2 separate regions of the Mus musculus genome follow, and region 2 is linked to region 1. The links are chromatin contacts, called in public Micro-C maps. All regions are on one chromosome and are shown on one strand. Each heading gives the region's core, a stretch centred on a gene start, on an enhancer-like site or on the middle of the called end of the contact. The rest is flanking DNA. Distances are from core to core; before and after follow the strand shown.

Evidence for each region. Hi-C and Micro-C count contacts between places; a contact is called where the count stands out from the background.
Region 2: a contact with region 1 is called in a Micro-C map of embryonic stem cells, with 3 times the contacts expected there. The contact joins the promoter of Fcor here to the enhancer-like site in region 1. A contact is called at or near these places in 20 of 39 promoter capture datasets (the 3T3-L1 cell line, the C10 cell line, the HPC-7 cell line and 11 more), 8 of 15 datasets of contacts at CTCF or cohesin (CD8 T cells, the G1E-ER4 cell line, the NIH/3T3 cell line and 4 more), 138 of 484 Hi-C or Micro-C datasets (3T3-L1-derived adipocytes, the 4T1 cell line, the AML12 cell line and 81 more), 43 of 115 datasets of contacts at active chromatin or transcription factors (the 230-238 cell line, CD8 T cells, the HPC-7 cell line and 25 more) and 6 of 9 other capture datasets (adipose tissue, embryonic stem cells, embryonic tail and 3 more).

What each region holds. Positions count from the first base shown.
Region 1 is chr8:3,545,071-3,547,726 of GRCm38.p6, forward strand. No RefSeq gene overlaps it. Among named protein-coding and RNA genes, the nearest start is that of Rps23rg1, 22 kb to the right of the region's middle. Within about 2 kb of position 1,296, at least 6 of the 459 cell types and tissues checked have an H3K27ac peak or open chromatin away from gene starts, as enhancers often do. A contact at or near this core is called in embryonic stem cells and induced pluripotent stem cells, where this site is marked.
Region 2 is chr8:3,671,028-3,673,683 of GRCm38.p6, forward strand. It overlaps Fcor (Foxo1 corepressor), which reads right to left and starts at 1,364. Exons shown (of 2, transcript NM_001357661.1): 1 at 1,153-1,364; 2 at 158-369. The coding sequence starts at 1,341. The coding sequence ends at 232.

The sequences.
Region 1 (2,656 bases), core at 46-2,545:
ATTCTTGATTAACTGTCCCAGCTTAGGCTGTCAAGCCATGCTATCCTTTGGAAAGGGAGCCATGGAAAGTGACTGTAGAACTCTACAGGCCTTAGTTGATCCCTGGCAGCTGTAATGAGATACCTGACAAGCAGCTTGAGGGAGGGAAGGGGAACATGGGAGTGATTTATGGTCTCAGGCACGGAAGACATGGTGGCTGGCTGGTCACATTGTATCCACAGTCAAGAAGCAGAGAGGGGGTGGAAAGTAGGGCTGAGATACAAAACCTTAAGGTCTATGCCAGTGACTCACTTCTTCCTAAAGCTTCCACAATCTTGCTAAACAGTACTGCACCCACCAGCGGCCACAGGGTTACTGGGTTCCTGAAAGGAAAGCTGGGGATGGATGGGAAGGATGCTGAGAGAAATAATGAGCCAAGACAAAGTTCTATGATCAACGCTCAAATTTTAATGTACAGCACTGACTATATATGGGAAAACCCAAGGACGGGTCCCTTTGTTTCAGCTGGGTTCTGTTGCTTGTTTCAGCTGGATTGAGTTGCAAAGTAGGCTCTTCAGCAGTTCAGTGGGCAGGCAGTTCTCAATTCTCTGGCAGAAGAATATAAATATAGCAAGGCCAGACACCTGCCTCCAGTGTCTGAGGAGGTTTGTTTAGCCAACTCAAGGCTGGTGGAGGGCACAGTTCCTCCCCTTTTATTCATTAAAAATTAGCTGGACTGGAGCATAAGTAAATCATGGTTCTGCCTGGGAATTACAGTGGCTGGTGGCCATGGCTGGCTTAGGACTGAATCTATGGTACTCTTTCTGACCCTTCCTGAAAAACACATGCAGCTTGTTTGTATTTATTTGCACAAACATGGCCTTTTAGTGTTTATTCTGAACAAACACAGCCTCTTGGCACATCCTCTTGATAGAACCTAGTGGGAAACCCCGACTCAATTCCCGATTCGGCATGCACCCAAGAATCACGAACAGACGACCATCTTGATGTAAAAACAGGAGGTAGTTTTAATGGCGGAGCTCTGGGCTGACACGTATCTCCCGCAGGAGACAGTGGTGTTGACCCTTTAATGGCGGAGCTCCGGGTCGAAATGTATCTCACACAGGAGACAGTGGTTTCGACCACGAGGCTTGGAAGCTAGGGGTTTTTATAGAAAAGGGGTGGGGCTGGGGGAGGAATTGGCATGGTTTCACATGATTAGTCCATTTAAACATCAGCAGACTGTTAACATTTAACTTAGGTCAGAGTGGGAGACAGGAAGGCGCAGGGCCAGTCCGGACATGTAATGGCGGGCCTACCTGGGCATGTCCTGGCCTGTTCTATGTTCTCAACCCCAGGTTTTAAAACTCACAAACAACTGGGCTATTTGACATAAATTACATGAATCACAGGTCTCAATTTTTATTTCCTTTCACTCTCTCTTAGGTTGAAAAGAGCCATAGATCAATTGCCCTCATAGCACACCTTTTCTCCATTCAGACCAAAGCCACAATATGCACTCAATGCATCTCTTCATAGCAATGAATCACTGCCATCTGAGCTTTGCTGAAGGTGAGCCTTTATGGAGGTAACTGACCTGCTTGAAATACAAAGTCAAAAGTTAAAAGCAACAGAATTAAGGTTGTTTGTGTGGACGTCCCAGGTATTCAATTCAGTTGCAAATTAGCAATGATCAGACCCAAGGTCTGGCCTCCTGGTGTTGGGGAGGTCACTTTGAGAATCAACAGACAAACTGTTACTTCTCAGGAAATAGTGGAGGCTATGGTCCAAGTTAACTCAGCTGGCTAATAAAGATTTTTAGCTATCTTCATAATTGGATTCTCAGGGCTGGCGAGATGGCTCAGTGGTTAAGAGCGCCAACTGCTCTTCTGAAGGTCCCAAGTTCAAATCCCAGCAACCACATGGTGGCTCACAACCATCCATAACGAAATCTGATGCCCTCTTCTGGAGTATCTGAGGACAGCTACAGTGTACTTACATATAATAAATAAATAAATAAATCTTTTTTAAAAAATTAATTGGAATCTCCAGTATTGAATTTATTTCTAAGTCAGTCCATGACTGAGTCAGAATAACTGTCACATTAAAGGAAAGGGAAGAGTCATTATAACCCATCCTTTTGATTAATTTTTCTAAATCAACTTCCATAGTCTCTTATGTTCTCTGTCCCACAAGGTTAAAAAGCTTGAAGCAAGGCAGCTTAGCTTGTCTAATCCGGGACACAGGCAAGCAAAGGTGAGTCAAGAACATATACCCAATACAGCTTTCCTGTCACCATTGTCAGGGCACTCAGCAAGCTCACAGGTCAGCATTATCCTTTTGCGTCAGTTTGTCACACCAATCACACTGGCAGCTAGCAAGAATTTTGTGGAAAAAGAAAAAAACAAAACCTTAAGCATGCCCTCTTCTTCATATTAAATACCTGATCAGGATCATGCCATATGCCAATAAGTGGATCCTTCCATCTTACCTAGGCATGAGTATGCCTAATTATAGGATGCTACAGACACTCAGCAAAGAGTTCCTTGGCATCCAAATTTAAAATTTTTTACAAATAAAAAGCATGATTTAAATAATGTGCATGCGGATATAATTTCCCCCTTTTCGTTCTTTTTTAAAGATATTCTTTTAAAGTTCCACAATATCTTGTCCTTGA
Region 2 (2,656 bases), core at 114-2,613, 130 kb after region 1:
TAAAGGAAACCCTGTAGTCATGTAGGGGTAGACAAATGCGTATAATAAGCCCAGGCCTAGGGAGGCATAGCGTGAAACTCTAGACTAGATGCAAGTCTGCCTGTCCCAAGGTCTCTCCTTTTCCCCCATAGTCAGCTGTAATAGAAAGACATCAACATCAGACTCAGATGACTCTGTATTGTCCTTGCTAGTGAAGGTAGAAGGCGGGGGAGTTACATTAGGCTATGCATGCTAGCACATGCCTTTAGTCCCAGCATTTAGGAGGCAGCAGCAGGTGGATCTTTGTGAGTTCAAGTCCAGCCTGATATATAGAGTTCCAATAGAGCCAGGGCTCTGTAGAAAGACTCTCTCACCACTACCATCACCACACTAAAAAAGAAAGAAAAAGAAAGTGGGGGTTATCTTTTTACCCTAGTTTCAGTGTGTATTATTTATTAATAGAAAAATCACTCCTCACGATGAATGACATGGAAATATACCATGCAAGGCTGGAGAAATGGCTCAGAGGTTAGGAGTGCTTCCTGCAATTCCCAGGACCCTGAGTTCAGTTCTCAGCTCCCCTTTTGGGCAGCTCACAACTGTTTGTAGCTAGCTTCAGAAGATCTGATGTTACCTCCTAGCATGCACGCACACATTTCTTTATTTTAATAAATTTATGTTTATTTAGATGTATTTGTGTGCATGTCTGTGTGTATGCCACATGTATACAGGTGCTTTCGGGAGGTCGTCTGGAGCTGGAGTTACAGGCATTTATGAATTGCCTGATGTGTATGCTAGACATTGAACTCAGGACCTCAGGATTCACCATTTAAGTGCTCTTAATAACGGAGACATCTCTCTAGCCCAATAAATCTTTTTTTTTTTTTTTTAAAAGGAAATTCACCAAGCCTCAGATTCTTGGATATACATAAAAGAACATGTGCCCTAGGGCATGCACATTATCCTGAGACCAGAGGCTAACTGCCCTAGAAAAGCAAGAGATCATAGCCCAGTGCCAGCTAGTGTCAGGCACGATCCTGGTAGACACGCGCTCCCCCTTGTGGCAGTTTTCCGTACACCCCTGCTCCTCCCCCGTACCTGCACGAAAAGCTCCCCTTTTAGGACTCCCCTTCAGAGCATTTTGCTAAGATCCGGTGCAGTTCCCAGCCCTACCTGCACCGGTCTCATCCTTTCTCTGTGTATCTGCGCTGCGTCTCCCAGTCTATCTGCTTTGGATGGTCCTGCGGTGGTGAAGTGGAAGTCTCGAAGTCCCGGCCCTGGAGCAGCTCTGGTGGAAGGGCCTCCTAAGCATTCCGCAGAGCCCTCTTCCTGATGGCGGCGTGTAGGACCGCCCATTCCCATCCATCCTTGCAAACCCGGGGTCTGGTGCGTGCACAGCGGGGAAGGGCTCGGCTCCAATTCCATTTCACAAGAGTGTTCTTGCTTCACCCAGAGAGGCGTCCTAGGCTCCAGTTCACCGTCCTTTCCAGGAACCTTCTGCTACCATCTCGCTCTTTGGTCTGCTGTGGCTTCATAGTCTCCTCTAGGAGAGATGGCCTCTGTCTCCTTCCTAAAGGGTTAATGTAGCGAGGCAGGTCAGGGTCCTGGCAAAGGACCACCGGAGAAGGCAGGTGATATACTTTTCTCTTCCATAATTCCTCTTCTTTCCCCTAGTATAGGTTGGGCTAATACGGTGTAGGCTACTCTATCCATCCCCCTTCGCTTTTCCTTTCCCCTTTGGATGCTGGCCTGAGTATGCTTTTAAACTTCCTAACAGTCTGGCTTGGGTTTTCCTTAGTCCTTTTTCTAGAGCTCCAGTCCCATCAAGTGTGGCTGACCTCCATGACAGCGGATCTTCTTCATTCTCCTTGGCTTGCTTGCCCTGAGACTACAGGTTGCCTGCCCTGGACTTTCCATTTTAAACTCGAATAAATTGCCCCGAAAATTCCATTTGAGTCAGTGTCTACATTTCTGACTTTTTCTTCTCTGTAGCCTAAGCTGACCTTAAACCAGACCCGTTGTTACAGATGGCATGGCTGTTGGCCGGGTTGGGGATTCATAGCTCATACGTTTATGTTTTCACCTATGAGTTATATCCACCTAGTTACAATCAGAGGGACCCAGGGCACTTCCACTCCGGCGAACACTAGAATATAAAAGCCCCAGGCAGATGTCTTCCTTCCTCCTATCTCCCCAGGCTTTGGATCCAGGCTTTGGATCCAACGTGACTTTGAGGTGCTTGGGAAATGTCTGTTGACTGAGGGCCAGTGAGAAGAGTCAGAGAGTACAAGTGTCTCTTGGAGGGCAGTCATGATAGATCCCTTTTGGTGAGTGCTCCATAGCCTCAGTAATAGTGTCAGACCTTGGGACCTTCCCTTGAGCTGGATCCCACTTTGGGCCTGTTGCTGGACCTCCTTTTTGGGAGTCAAGCAATCTTATCCATGGCGTTCCAGTGTCTTCTTTTCTCTGTCACTTTTTTTTCTGTCATTGGTTCTTTTGAGACAGGGTCTTACTCTATAACCTTGGCTGGCTTTGAACTCAAAACCCATTCTGCTTTAGCTTCCTAAATGCTGAGACTACCTACAGGCCTGAGTCACTGTAACAGCTCTCTCTCTCTCTCTCTCTCTCTCTCTCTCTCTCTCTCTCTCTCTCTCCCTCTCTCTCTCCCTCCCTCCCT